2 separate regions of the Callithrix jacchus genome follow, and region 2 is linked to region 1. The links are chromatin contacts, called in public Hi-C maps. All regions are on one chromosome and are shown on one strand. Each heading gives the region's core, a stretch centred on a gene start, on an enhancer-like site or on the middle of the called end of the contact. The rest is flanking DNA. Distances are from core to core; before and after follow the strand shown.

The links. A called contact is a pair of places that touch in the nucleus more often than the background predicts.
Region 2: a Hi-C map of skeletal muscle shows a contact between it and region 1, with 5 times the contacts expected there. The contact joins the promoter of RALGDS here to the enhancer-like site in region 1. A contact is called at or near these places in 3 of 3 Hi-C or Micro-C datasets (induced pluripotent stem cells and skeletal muscle).

What each region holds. Positions count from the first base shown.
Region 1 is chr1:181,690,872-181,698,231 of calJac240_pri, reverse strand. RALGDS (ral guanine nucleotide dissociation stimulator) reads left to right here. Exons shown (of 18, transcript XM_035261710.3): 2 at 4,059-4,169; 3 at 5,921-6,114; 4 at 6,700-6,759. Among named protein-coding and RNA genes, the nearest start is that of RALGDS, 36 kb to the left of the region's middle. Within about 2 kb of position 2,616, at least 13 of the 16 cell types and tissues checked have an H3K27ac peak or open chromatin away from gene starts, as enhancers often do. A contact at or near this core is called in skeletal muscle, where this site is marked.
Region 2 is chr1:181,727,225-181,734,584 of calJac240_pri, reverse strand. It overlaps RALGDS (ral guanine nucleotide dissociation stimulator), which reads left to right and starts at 3,598. Exons shown (of 18, transcript XM_035261710.3): 1 at 3,598-3,860. The coding sequence starts at 3,843. It overlaps GBGT1 (globoside alpha-1,3-N-acetylgalactosaminyltransferase 1 (FORS blood group)), which reads left to right. Exons shown (of 7, transcript XM_078330814.1): 7 at 340-1,643. The coding sequence starts at 389. The coding sequence ends at 1,024.

The DNA of each region.
Region 1 (7,360 bases), core at 1,367-3,866:
CTCGTGTCAGCCCCATCCGAGGCCACCTCTGTGGGCTGCAGTGCCCAGGACCAGGACACCCACACCCAGGGCTGGCCTCCTGTCATCTGGGGCCTTGTTCATACCTGAGGATCAGGGTTGGGTCCACCCACCCAGAGCTGGAGGGCAGGCGGGTCATGGACATGCTGCCATTGCATTCCGCCTCCCTTGGTTGGACTCGTGGTCTGAGAGGAACCAGGACATGGACTTGAGAAGTCCTAGGCTGTCCCCTCAGCCTGTACACTCCCTACTTGCTCCGCTCTCCGGGCCTTGGTCCCACTTCTGTAGGACGGAGAAGGCACACAGCAGTGTGAGTGCTGCGCTGCCCCAGGAGCCTGGGCCCTGCAGAGAGGGAGCAGCCTTGTGATGCGGTTCACGTTTGGCTTCTGTATTGGAGCCAAAAGCTCAAGTCAGAAAGCTTCCCCCGCCCACCGGGTTTCAGGGTGACTCGGCCTCTCTTTACAGTGCCCATGGGCCACGTCCCCGAGCCTCAGGCAGGTCTCAGACAAGTTCCCCTCAGGTTTCTACCACCCAGTGTCCATCGCCGGCCCTGGGGGCTGTGGTGTCAGTGTTTCCCAGCCACCCCATCAGCTGTCAGTCACCAAGCTGCATGCGTTCTCTCTTGACCCCCACTGTCGCCTGTGAGAGCTGTTGCTGTCCTCCCCAGGGCCAAGGGTCGAGGGGCTGGGCAGAGCTGGGAGCTGGACCCTTGAGACGGTGAACTGCCGTGTGGTGGGCTAGAACTGTAGGGGGCTGGCAAGCGCCCCAGGTGACCTCTGCTGACTGGGACCTGAGCAGCAGCTCGGAGGGGTGTGGGAGTTCCCCCAGGACCATCTCACGCACATGGAGGCTCTTTCCATGCACTGGGCCCGGGCGGCCCGGGGCAGAGCAGCGCGTGGTGCAGGGCTGCTGGGCTCCTCACTCTACTTCAGCCCTCAGCCAGGTCTCCTTGGGAGGGGCCCTCGAGTTCCTGGAGCCATCCCTGTGGTGGGGGTGTGGGGGGTGGTAGGGGGCACTAGTTATGATTTCAGAGGAAAGGTGTCTGAGTCCACAGCGGCACCAGGGGGTGGATGCTGAGAGGAGGTGCCATTGGCCTTGGTGGGGAGATGGCAGGGGTGCGGCAGGCCCCGTGGGACCCCTCAAGACCCTCACTATTCTACCCAGAGGGATTCTGGGCTGGGCCTGTGGCTTCCTCCATCAGCCAGGGACACGGCATCCTGCTGGCCTGTCACTCTGAGAAGGCTGATCAGGTGACACACTTACTAGATGCCACCCAGGCCCTGTTTTCCCTCCTTATCTTCAGGGCTCTGTGCTGTGTCCCTGGGGACACTGGAGTGTGGGGGCCCTGCTCACTAGGGACCCCGTGCCGTCATGCCACCCTCACTGCACTGACCCAAATGTTAGGCCAGGCCGTGTGTTCGCAGGCACAGCTGCCGACTGGGTCCCAGAGCCCAGGGACATCAGCATGCCTGCTGGGGGTGGGACAAGCGGGAGTGTCCTGAGGACACAGCCAGGCACGTGGCATTCTCTTCTCCTCCCAGTAGTCAGCTCAGAGCGGCTGCCCGGGCGCCTGCCCTGGGGGAAGGCGTTTTCTCTGCATCAGCTGTTTACTAGGCCGTCCTACTCCTTCTTGGAACTCCCAGCCAGAGCACCCTGTGGGCTGTCTGCTCTGCTAACAGAGTGACTCAGGGTGGCCTGTGGGTGCTGGATCCCTGCCTTTCTGCTGCAGAGGGTCCTGGGGCAGCGGCCAGGTCTGTCGGCTGCTTGCTTTCTATGTCCTGTGGGGGAGTCAGAGCAAGGGATAGAGGCCCCCCTCTGCTGCTTTGTGCGCAGACCCCAGGAGAGCTTGCTCTGGAGCCTGCACCTCTGCCATCTTAGCAGGCAGTTTAAATGGTGCCTGTGCTCCACATAGCTGTATGGTCTGGTTCCCTGCCTGCGGCTGCTGCGACAAGACAGAGAGGACAGGCCGGCTCCACGCAGGCTAGAGCGTCTCCCCGACTGTGACAGAGTGGCAGCTCCCTCACCCCAAGCATGCGTGCTCTTAGCATTGGGCCTGCATCCCTTGCCACCACCTGGCAGAAGAGGGCCTCCGGGGTAGGGGAGGGTGCAGGGATGTCACATGACACCAAGCAGGGCTGGGCCAGCTGCCATCTAGACCAGCTCAGAGATGGCCAAGGCCACCTGGCTTCAGCCCCTCCTGGGGGTTGGCTTGGCCGGGGACACCTCTGTCCAGCAGGCACTGATGGTGCTCTGCCAGGACCTGGGTGCTGTGCCAGGCTCCCCAGGAGTTAATGTCCAATCCCCTGTGGCGGGCTTGTCCTGCACGAGACCTCAGAGCCTCCGCCAGTGACTTGGGCACTCAGGATACTGTCTGCCTCCCAGCTGGTCCAGATATGGCCAAAATCCCCGAGGGAGACCAACCCTCCCAGTTGAGCCAGAGGCCTTCACAGAAGGCAGTCTGGGACCCGAGGCAGCCAGGGTGGCTGGGTGCCCTGGTCACTGTAACCTCTAATGCTTTTCTTCTCCGAGCGACGATTTTCTAGGCAGGAGAGAGATGTGAGTCAGGAAAAGGGGGGTGAGCATATGTCTGTTTTCCTGTCAGTGGCTGTTTGTGGGTTTGAATGTGCCTGTGGGTTCCCTGCTAACTTCCAAGAAATAGGCTGACCCTCCGTCCAGAGGCAGTGGCAGTGGCAGTCAGGAGCCCAGCATGACACCTGCAGCCTTCCTGTTGGTATGAAGCCTGGAGCGGCAGGGTGACCTCGGGTCAGAGGAAGTGCACTTCCAGCATGGCTCCTGGGCCTCTGAAGGGGGGCCGGAGGCAGGCGGCCAGGGTCCCATCCACAGCATTAGACAGTCTGCCTGGCTCCTGCTGGGGCTGAGGGAAGGGCTTGAGTCAGCACTGTCTCTCAGCTCCACACCCACCCGGGTTGGGGCACTGACTGTGGGTTAATGAACCTGGACCAGGCCAGTACCTCCCAGCTCCTTCCTAAACTCACAGGTCGGTGTCCTTACCCCTACCCCAGCTCCTCTTCCTCTGCGAGCTCATCCCGTCCCTGGACAGAGCAGATGGCACCAGGGGCTGTCAGGTCGGGGGTCATTGCGGCTAAGTGACCAAGGCCAGCCTGCCAGGTTGGGGGAGTCTTTGTCTCCTAGGACAAGGGCCTTTCCTGACTGCCCGGAGCCAGATGCCCCCCTTCCTGTTCTAGCCTAGGCCTGTGGTTTGGGGCTCTGTGGAACCCCAGCATTTGCCTGGATACCAGCACCGGCACCTCTCAGACTGCCCACTCACATGATGACGGTTGGGGAACTGGGAACTCCCATTGCCCAAGCAGCCATGAGGGCATGAATGAGCAGAGGGGAAGGAAGTGGCTGGGCTGCGGCCGTCGGGAGTGCCCCACACCAGCCCAGACCTGTGCTGCTGACACGCCAGTGCTGGGCCTGGAGGAGCTGCCCACTGCTATGGGGTCAGCCGGGGCCCCCCAGGCTGGGCAGAGGAGGGGTGAGTGTGAGGACGGCCATGGGCCTCGGGCCCTGGGGACATGGGGGGACCTTCTCTCAGGGCACAGCTGCCTGGATCATTCAGCTGTGTCAGAGCCCTGGGATCCCCGCCTTACCACTTACCCTTGGTAACATGACCTTGGAAACAGTTGCTCCTCTCCCAGCCTCCATTTACCCATCTGTGAAATGGCTGAACAACAGTCCCCACCATGGAAGCGGATGGCTTGAGAGCAGGCCAGTCCTGGGCAGGAGCCAGAGCCAGTTAATAGGGGATTGGAGGACTGGTGGACCCATCATGTTCGAATCCCAGGCCATGGCTGGCTGGGTGGGAGAAGTGGCCTGCCATGACAGTGGCCTTCTGTGCCCATGTTAAGCCCAGGCCCTTGATCCGTGATCTCCTTTCACCCCGGGCTGTGGGTCTGTGCGGCCTCTAGTCTGTGTTCTATCTGGGGAACAGGCTGCAGAGGGCCATCCCCCCCTGCACGGTGGCCGGGCAGGCCCCTGACGTCCCCACGCCCGGCTGCCGGGCACTGTCTTCACAGAGCTCCACACAGGAGATCGGCGAGGAGCTGATCAACGGAGTCATCTACTCCATCTCCCTGCGCAAGGTGCAGCTGCACCACGGAGCCAACAAGGGCCAGCGCTGGCTTGGGGTGAGTGCGCTCCAGGTCTCCACCATGAGACGCAGCTGGGAATCCCCCCACCAGGGCTTTGCCTCATGAGGGCCCCACAGTTCTGATACTGAAGGAAACAGCCCTCACTGTCTTCCGGGCCCCCACTGCCCAGCCCAGGCTTGGTCAGGTTTTCTGCAGCAAGTTTTCCCATTTGTTTTTTGTTTTTTCCTTTTTTGAGACAGTTTCACTCTTGTCATCCAGGCTGGAGTGCAATGGTGCATTCTAGGCTCACTGCAACCTCTGCCTCCCAGGTTGAAGTGATTGTCCTGCCTCAGCCTCCCAAGTAGCTGGGATTGCAGGCAGGTGCCACCACGTCCGGCTAATTATTGTATTTTTAGTAGAGATGGGGTTTCACCATGTTGGCCAGGATGGTCTCAATCTCTTGACCTCGGGTGATCCACCCACCTCGGCCTCCCAAAGTTCTGGGATTATAGGCGTGAACCCTGAGCCCGGCCAAATTTTCCCATTTGATCTCCCTTCCCCGGATGTGCAGCCATCAGCCTCACCACCCTCCATGCCTTCTCCCAGACTTGTAGTGGGGCTGTCTTCACCAAGAACAGCGCTTCAGGCTGTTTGGTGTCTATAAATTGCCCTCTCCCAGAACACATTCCTGGGCTTCCTCCAGGTTGAGAGCCGGGCAACTCAGCCGGGTAATATTCCAGAAGGGAGGCTGGAGCCACTGTAGCAGTTCAGCTTCTTGTGGCTGTGGGATCACTGTGATTCCTCTGAGGCCACTTCAACAGTACCACGGGAGCCGGGCGTGGTGGCTCACGCCTGTAATCCCAGCATTCTGAGAGGCCAAGGCAGGAGGATCATCTAAGGTCGGGAGTTTGAGACCAGCCTGGTCAACATGGTGAAACCCCGTCTCTACTAAAAATGCAAAAATTAGCTGGGCGTGGTGGCGCGTGCCTGTAGTCCCAGCTACTTGGGAGGCTGACACATGAGAATTGTTCGATCCCAGGAGGTGGAGGTTGCAGTGAGCTGAGATCCTGGTGAGCCTGGGTGACAGCAAAACTGTCTCAAAAAAAAAAAAAAAATGGGGATGTTTTGGTAGAACTCTCAGATGACACTCCTCCCACAGGGCAGCTACCATTACTCAGCTAACAAGGACCCGAAGGTGTTAGTATTTTAATCATTCCCGCACCTCAAATTCTACTTTAGGAATTTTTTCACTCTTGTTGCCCAGGCTGGGGTGCAATGGTGCGATCTCGGCTCACCACAACCTCCGCCTCCCTAGTTCAAGAGATACTCCTGCCTCAGCCTCGTGAGTAGCTGGGATTACAGGCACGTGCCACCACACCCTGCTAATTTTGTATTTTTAGTAGAGACGGGGTTTCACCATGTTGGTCAGGCTGGTCGCAAACTCCCAACCTGAGGTGATCCACCCGCCTCTGCCTCCCAAAGGGCTGGGATGATAGGTGTGAGCCACTGCGCCCGGCTCCCTGTCTAATTTTTAAATTTGTAAACAATTTTTTATAGAGATAGGGGTCTCACTTTGTTGCCCAGGCTGGTCTCAAACTCCTGGCTTCAAATGATGCTCCCACCTCAACCTCCCAAAGTGCTGGGATTACCTCTTTGAGCCACCACACCTGGCCTGAAATTCTTTTAAAGCTGATAACCTTTTTCTGCTAGACACCCAGTCCTTCCTTTTGCCACACACCACTGAGGGCTTGGGGTTCCATCTGAGCTCCAGATTTGTGTGCTGTCACTGACTGTCCATCCCTCCTCAGTATGAGAATGAGTCGGCCCTGAACCTTTATGAGACTTGCAAGGTGCGGACTGTGAAGGCTGGCACGCTGGAGAAGCTGGTGGAGCACCTGGTGCCCGCCTTCCAGGGCAGCGACCTCTCCTACGTCACCATCTTTCTGTGTACCTACAGAGCCTTCACCACCACCCAGCAGGTCCTGGACCTGCTGTTCAAAAGGTGAGCACGTGCCTTCCACTGCGCAGGGTCCACCGCGGCCCCTCCCCCACCTGGCCGTGGGTCTTGGCAATGCTGCTTCACCTCTCTGAACTTCACTTTGCTCCTACGAGAAGAAACTGGGTGCTAAGAGGACCTCATGGGGTTGTCAGGCCTGGGTGGGATGAGCTGTGGAAAGCACTTCCCCAACATCTGGCCCTAGGGAATGGGCTGCTGGTCTGCAGTGCTCATATTTATGATTTATCCTGTCCCCCGTGGGGAAGCTCTCTGCCCCAAGCCTCACTTGTACGTGGCCTTGGGCAAAATAGTTTCCCACTTGTCAAGGACATTCCAGAGTCTATCTGGGGGTTGTTGGAGGAGCCCAAGGGCCGCTCAGCTGGGAAGGAGCTGGTTGGGGCTCATTTGTTGAACAAGTGTATGAAGCACCTACTATGCGCGGGCCCTTTTCTAGGCATTTAGTATAATTTGGTGAAAAAAGCAGAAAAGTTCCTGCCCTCCTGGGCCTCCGTTCTAGTCGGAGAGTCAGACGGTAACACTAGACGTCGTAAGCAGGTACGGTAGATGTGATGCCCTCACGGCCTCCTCTAGATATGGATGCATCCTCCCCTACTCCGATGAGGATGGTGGACCCCAGGACCAACTTAAAAAGTGAGTGAGCTTTGAGCCAAGAGGAAGGGACTGAATAGTGGGAAAGTGCATGGGGCTGGGGCTGGGGCCGGCTGGGCACAACCCTGGCTCCCACGCTTCTTGTGGTCCCCGCTAGAGGTCTGGGGGCTTCACCTGCAGGAGGAAAGACAACCTAGAGCTGTGGATGGGTCCCGGGGAGGCTGGGGCTCAGAGCAGCCCCCTTGAGAACCCGTCCCACTGTGGCCTCATCACAGCGGGACTTGCCTCAGTGTGTCCTGATCTGGGGACCCAGAGCAGAGGGTGGGGTGAGCCTCTACTCTCAGATTGCCTTGCCCCTCAGTGAGTGCTCAGCGGGCAGAAGGCACCCCACCCTCTGGGAGAACTGGATCAGGGGGAAGCTGAGACCCACATGCAGCTCTCAGAGAATAAGGCAGCTCCCCAGCACTGAGCTACATGTTGAGGTGCTGCCAGAGACCTGAGGATGCCCGGTGGGAGGATCCCTCATGGCGTTTATGTTCCAGGGAGGGGGTGGCCCGGGAAACACGCAGAGGGGTGCGCGGAGCTTCCCTGAAGGAGGGGAGAGGTGGTCGCCGCTCACCAGGGGCCTCCTTGGTTCTTGGTC
Region 2 (7,360 bases), core at 2,349-4,848, 35 kb before region 1:
GGGCATGGTGGCGCGTGCCTGTAATCCCAGCTACTCAGGAGGCTGAGGCAGGAGAATTGCCTGAACTCAGGAGGCGGAGGTTGCGGTGAGCCGAGATCGCGCCATTGCACTCCAGCCTGGGTAACAAGAGTGAAACTCCGTCTCAAAAAAAAAAAAAAAAAAAGAGGCTGGTACTAGCATCTTGGGAATTGGACAAATGAGAACCCAGAGGGTCAGCGCAGAGTGACATCTTGAGATGGGGAGCTGGGAAGTGGCCCCCAGCCTGGCTGACCCCAGAACACAGTGGGGACCCAGGCAGGCTGCTGGGGTAGCGGTGGATGACTGGGTTATCATCACTAGGTACACTCACTTCGTCCAGTCCTTCCTGGAGTCAGCCGAGGAGTTCTTCATGCGGGGGTACTGGGTGCACTACTACGTCTTCACTGACAATCCCGCAGCCATTCCCCGGGTCCCTCTGGGGCCCCACCGGCTCCTCGGCACCATCCCCATCCAGGGTCACTCCCACTGGGAGGAGATTTCTATGCGCCGGATGGAGACCATCAGCCAGCACATTGCCAAGAGGGCTCACCGGGAGGTGGACTACCTCTTTTGCCTTGATGTGGACATGGTGTTTCGGAACCCATGGGGCCCTGAGACCTTGGGAGACCTGGTGGCTGCCATTCACCCTGGCTATTACGCCGTACCCCGCCAGCAGTTCCCCTACGAGCGCAGGCGTGTTTCCACTGCCTTTGTGGCAGACAGCGAAGGGGACTTCTATTATGGTGGGGCGGTCTTTGGGGGGCAGGTGGCCCGGGTATATGAGTTTACCAGGAGCTGCCACATGGCCATCCTGGCGGACAAGGCCAATGGCGTCATGGCAGCCTGGCAGGAGGAAAGCCACCTGAACCGTCACTTCATCTCAAATAAGCCATCCAAGGTCCTGTCCCCCGAGTACCTCTGGGATGACAGGAAGCCCCAGCCACCCAGCCTGAAGCTGATCCGCTTTTCTACCCTGGTCAAGGATATCAGCTGCCTGAGGAGCTGAGCACAGAGCTGGAGCTGCCACGGATAAAGACCCAAAGCCCTGCAGCCACCAGTGCTCAGCTCACGTCAGACCTGTCCCGCCTACCTCTGTCAGTCAGGTGAATTCAGCTGGACAATGGATGTGGAAAGGCCACTATGAACTGCAGAGGGCTGTGCACACAGTAGAACACAAGATCACACAGTAATGTGGCAGAAGAGCCATGGGGGCGGGGAGGGGAGGTGCGGTTACAAAGCAGGCCTGGAAAGCTGGCTGCGTTCTGCAGCTGTGCCTTTGCGGGGCAGGCTGTGAAACTTCAGCCTGACTCAGTGCCTGAACCCCACTGCGCCAGCCCCCCGTTTATTGCATATTGCCCTTAACATTGCATTTCTAATACCCTAGGGTGAAGGTGCCCTAGGCCCCTTTTCTCTGGTCCCAGGGGTCCTGGGTCCCTTGATGTCCCATAGCCACATGTAGCCAATTCTTCACTCAGGCCCCCAGAGCAAGCCTTTGAAATGGAGCAAGTCTAGGCTCCCTCTGGTTTCCTGCACCCCCAGGTGAGCCACACTCTCAGGGGACTAGCCACCTCCTTCTTAAGGGGTTTGGGGTAGTTTATAATAAAGGTGCTGTGTGTTCGACCCTAGCTAGGGTGGTTTTATTTTTTAACTTTTTTTTTGAGACCGAGTTTCACTCTGGTCACCCAGGCTGGAATTGCAGTGGCGCGATCTCAGCTTACTGCAACCTCCACCTCCTGGGTTCAAGCGATTCGCCTGCCTCAGCCTCCTGAGTACTTGGGATTACAGGTGCCCACCACACCCAGCCAATTTTTGTATTTTAAGTAGAGACAGGGTTTCACCATGTTGGTCAGGCTGGTCTCAAACTCCTTACCTCAAGTGATTCAGCCTCCCAAAGTGCTGGGATTACAGGCTGGGACCTGGGGACCCGAGGTAACAGCAGACTCTGAGGCCTGGGTAGCTCTGCCTAGCAGGGGAGAACCTCCCTCTCCACCCCCCTCACCCCACTTGCACCCAGCTTTATCCCTGGCATACCCTCCCAGGGTGGGAGTCACTGGCCCATTTTCAGTAGAGGAAACTGAGACTCTGAGAGGTCACCATGAGCTTATCAGTGATGTGGTCCAGCTGTGAGTTTGAACCCAAGTCATCTGGGTTCAAGGCTGTGGCTGCACAGGGTTGGGAGGAGTGCGGCTCTGAAGGTGAGTACATTGTGGAGGAGGACACGGTGGGGGTGCTGGGAGGGGCTCTGAGCGAGGCAGGGGCTTGATGGGGTTCCTGGGTCAGGATGGCCCCAGGAGCCTGGATTGGGGTATAGGGACCAGGTCACACAGCGTTCTGAATGCCAGGCAATGAGGCAGGGGTCACTGCAGGTCTGTCCCAGCAGGAAGATAAATATAAATGGAGTCCAAGTGTGGGACTCAGGGGATACCTGGCCAGCGAGACCCCAACACAGGATGAGGCCTCTGATGACCAGCTCAGGGATGAGTGACTGGGAAGAGCCATGAAGTGGGGATCACCACACACAGCAAGGCTTGGTCACTTAGAGCTGAGTGGCACGCAGTGCTGGTGCCTCAGCTCTGATACTCAACGGGATGAAGCTGGGCACAGTGGCTCACGCCTGTAATCCCAACACTTTGGAAGGCCGAGGTGGGCAGATCACCTGAGGTCAGGAGTTCAAGACCAGCCGGACCAACATGATGAAACCCCATCTCTACTGCAAATACAAAAATTAGCCAGGCGTGGTGGCTTGCCCTGTAACCCCAGCTACTTGGGAGGCTGACGAAGGAGAATCTCTTGAATCTGTGAGGTGGAGGTTATAGTGAGCTGAGTTCTCACCACTGCACTGCAGCCTGGTCAACAAGAGCCAGACTGTCTCAAAAAACAAATAATAAAAAGAGACGAAGTCAATGAGCCCTAATAACAGTGACTACCCCCAACACTCGCTCAACCTCGGTGTGACCCCCTCCCCACCAGGCTCCCTGGAGCTGCAACTTACACCAGCTGGGGCTGCAGCTGGTGGCCCCGGGTTCTGTCAGGGAAGACAAGGAGGGAGGTGAGGAAGGGGCGACCTTTCTCGCCGCCTAGGCTGAGTCCGCTGTCACCTCTTGTCACCCAGCTCCCAGCCATCCACCAAGCCGAGTCCAGCAGGTGGCATTGGAGTGCTGGGCGACAGGGTGAGCCTGTATATTTGGTGACGCCCACGCGCCGATACAGCGGCCCCCCGGCTGGGGCGAGGGTGGCCCTAGGTCCTAGCGGGGTGGGGAGTACTGAGCAGGCGGCAGAGGCGGAGGGACACGTGAGATCGGCCGCACACAGCGCTTGTTGCGTGGCGCGTGCGCGCGGCGAGGCGGGGTGACGTGCACGCGCTGTCCGCGGTCCCGTGCAGGCCCCGTGCGCGCGTCCGGCCTTGGACACTGGGCCCGTCTGCCCCTCGCGGGGACCACCCGCGTCCGTACGCGGGAGGGAGGCCTGAGCGCGCCCCCGAGCTCGCGCGGCGGGGCGCGCCCCTCGCACCTGCGGGTGGGCTGGGGCGGGGCCGCGGCTGTCCCCGCCCACCCCGGCCCGAGCCCCGGGAGCCGGGGCGGAACCGAACAGCGGGGCCCGAGAGGCCGGAGCGCGGCGCGGCGCGGCGCAGACAATGGGAGCGGCGCTGGCGGCGGCAGGGGCGGCAGCGAGGGCCGCGGAGCCCTGGGCCCGGTGGGGACCGGAGGCCACGCCATGAGCCCCGCAGCCGGGCGCACCCCTGCGCCGCGCGCGGGCCGAGGCGAGCGGCCTCTGCCAGCCCCGAGCCCCGCCCTGGGGCCGGCGATGAGCCGTAGAGGCTGAGGATGATGGTAGATTGCCAGGTGAGTGCCCGCCGGCCCCGGCCTGGGCCGGGGCCCCGCGTAGTGTCGCGGGTGGAGGGAGGACCGCACGCCCCCGCCCACACCCACCGTGGAGAGGGAGCCCGGCGCCGCGTCCACGCTGAGCGCGCGCTGACGCAGCTCCGCGTCCAACCCCGCCCGGGACAGTAGGGAAACTGAGGACAGGAGAGGGGCAGGGACTGGCCTGGGCACACGAAGTGGGCGGAATCCAGAGGAGAAGGGACAGTTCCGGCCTCTTAGTCCAGGCAGGGCTCAGCTCACCCTTCCCATGGGGTCTGCTTTGGGACTGACAGCCCCTAAGATCCTGGGGACCTCTGCCCTCCTTTCATGTGGGCTCTTTTGCCTGGGCATCTCCGCGCACGCACAGGCGCAGGCCTGCGCATACACGCGCACGGACACGCAGACACACACACCATGCACTTCCTGGGGCTCAGAGTAGGACGGGTCGCTGGGGAGGTGGCTATGGGGAAAGAAGAAAGAGGGCAGGGGCTGCTCTGCCGTGGGCAGGGGCATCCAGTCCCCAGCAACATGCTCGGGGCCACTACACGGGGGCCAGGGGGGGGACACACGCCAGGCTGATGGGCACGGGTTCCCCCAAGGTTCCCAGGGTCTGTCTGGACTGGAGCCACCCCAGGGCAGCCTGGAGATGACAGATTGTGTGGTTCTCGGTTTGCCTCTGTGATCACTTGGAAGTAGGAAAAGACCCCTTCCGTGCAGACAGGGCTAGAGGAAAGGAAGCCTCAGATTCCTACTCTATAAATTGGAAAGTTTGGCTGGGTGACCCCAAGGGTCCCACAGGCTCTAGATGTGTCGGCCTTAGGTCTCCATTGGGGATATCCCCCCTACCCAGCGAGGTCTGTGGAAAATGCCTTCTTTGGAGGTCCTTCTGAGCTAGAGAAGCCTGGGGGCTGCAGAGCCTGGCCAAGCACTGGACCACTCTTCTGGGACAAGACCGTCCTTGTTGGAGCCTCAGGGTTCTTGTTTGGAAGTGGGGCCAGAGCCTTGTCCTGATTGGAGTGAGGAGGCCTCATGAGTGAACTGGACACCCCAGAGCCAGCAGAGGGAAAGAGGGGAGCAAATGAAGCTTCTGAGGCTCCTTGAATTACCCCCAGAGACTGCAGGTTCCTCTCCTTTGACCCCCTGGGACCCAGGAGAGCTGCTACCTTGACAACACCCAAACAAAGGTGTGTGTTTTGTTTTCTGCGTTTTCGGCCTGAGGCTGCTGTGCTAGTGCCGGCCACCAGGGGGAGGCAGTGCCCACTGCGCTCCACGGAGCAACTGAAGCCGGGGAGAGCCCCACAAGGTCCCTCTGGGAGACCCCGGCCTCCACCCAACGCACACCCCCCATTACAAGCATCCTTCTCCACAAAGTTAGCTGCTCAGAGGCAGGAGGGGGCTCTCAGAGCCTCCTCTTTCCCTTCAGCAGGTGTGCCCAAGCACTCACCCTGGGTGCAGCATTGGGCCTAGGCATGGCTCTGAAAATGACCCAGGTGGGCCTGCCCTCCGGAGCTGGCAGTCTGGAGGGGTGATCGACAGGGCATAAAAGCAAATGGGCAAAAAAAGAGAAAAGCAAGTGCTACAGCAAAAATAATGCTGGTGCTGCTGGTGGGGCTGGGGCCTGAGAGGCCTTGCTAAGGGGACATCTGTGCCGTGGCAGATGTCAAAGCGGGGGCCAGCCCTGCACGAGTCTGGGGCAGTGTACTGGAGAAGCCTCAGCAGGCAGGGCTGGGAGGCAGAAGTGAGCTTGGCCAGAAGAGTGAGAAAGGAGGCCAGTGTGGCCCATGTAAGCTGGGGGCGGGAGGGGCAGCCCCGGGCCTGGAGGCAGCTGTGTGACAACACTACCTAACGTACGGCTTCCAGCAGTGGACACTGATCATCACTCAATTTCTGTGGACCTGGTTCCAGGGCAGCTCAGCTGGGTGCCTCTGCCTCCAGGTCTCAAGGGAGGCTGGGGCCAGGGTCTCATCTGCGGCTGGACTGGGCAGGACCTGCCCCGAGGCCATTCACATGTCATTGGCAGGATTCAGTTTTGACTGAGGGTGTCAGTTTCTCTGTGACTGTTGGCCCTGGCCTTCCCTTGGTTTACTGCCATATGGGCCTCTGTGTAGGGCAGGCAGCTCAGGGCATCAGAACTCACTTCCCCAGAGTGAGCAGCGAGGGTGGGAAGGAAACCCAGCAGCGCAAACGGGCAAGACAGAACTCATGGTTTTCTGTCAGTCTTGGAAGTGACCTCGCATCACTTGTGCTGTATTCTGCTAGTGAGAAGCCCAGTCACTAAATCTAGTCACCTTGGAGGGAGGAGATCACTCAGCAACTTCTGTACCAGGAGGCAGGGATCTCTGGAGCCAGTGTGGAAGCTGCCTGGGACAGTGGCTGAGAGCAAGCAGTCAGGCCTGATTCTAAACATAATGGAGGCTGGGCGCAGTGGCTCACACCTGTAATCTTGGCACTTTGGGAGGCCAAGGTGGGTGGATCACTTGAGATCAGGAGTTCCACACCAGCCTGGCCAACATGGTAAAACCCTGTCTCTACATAAAAAAAAAAAAAAATTAGCTGGGTGTCATGGTGTGCACCTGTAATCCCAGCTACTCCAGAGGCTGAGGCAGGAGAATCTCTTGAACCTGGGAGGTGGAGGTTGCAGTGAGCCAAAATCATGCCACCACACTCCAGCCTGGGCGACAGAACCAGACCCTGTTTCAATAAATAAATAAATTAACAAACAAACATATTGGAAGCCACTGAAAGATGCTCCCATATGCTACAGGGATCGATATCTGATTTTTGCTTAATTTTCAACCCCTTCATGGTGCAGACTAGAAAGCAAGACCAAGAAGGGAGTGACTTTCCCTAGATCACAGCACCAGTGTGCAGCCTGAGTTGTATTCCCAGCTGTGTCTCGCCCATGAGAAGTTTCTTCTCTCACAGTAGTATAGGCCAGAGGTCCAAAATCCAGGGGCTAGCAGGGCCCTGCTGTCACTGAAGGCCCCTTCCCTTCCTAACTCTTCCATCTCTAAGTTGGCCGTGTGGTGGCTAACGTGTTTTGTGGTACTGTCTCACATTAGCACGGTGATGTCCCCAGGAGGTAGATGTTAGAACCATCCCCCCTGTGCAGGTCAGGAGACTGGGGAGGCCCTGAAAAGTGCAATGACTGGTTTGGGGTCACAGAACTGGCAAGAGGGAGGAGCTTGGTGACCCAGATGGCTTTCCCTCTCTGAGCTTCAGGGGCTGGGAGCATGAGCACACAGTGGCTGGTTGTCCCAGCTCCCAAGGCGGCTGCGAGTACCCGAAAGTGCCCCTCAGGCACCCTCATACATCTGCCATCGCCCTCCCCATTTCCTTAATCCCCAGCGCTGCTGTCACTTGATTTTTACGAACATGTGAATATGACGAAGTAGCAAAGGACAGGAGGTGTTCGTTCGTTCATTTTGTATCTGTCTCCTGGGCCCAGGCCATGCCAGAGGAGGCGGTAACATAGTCCGGGG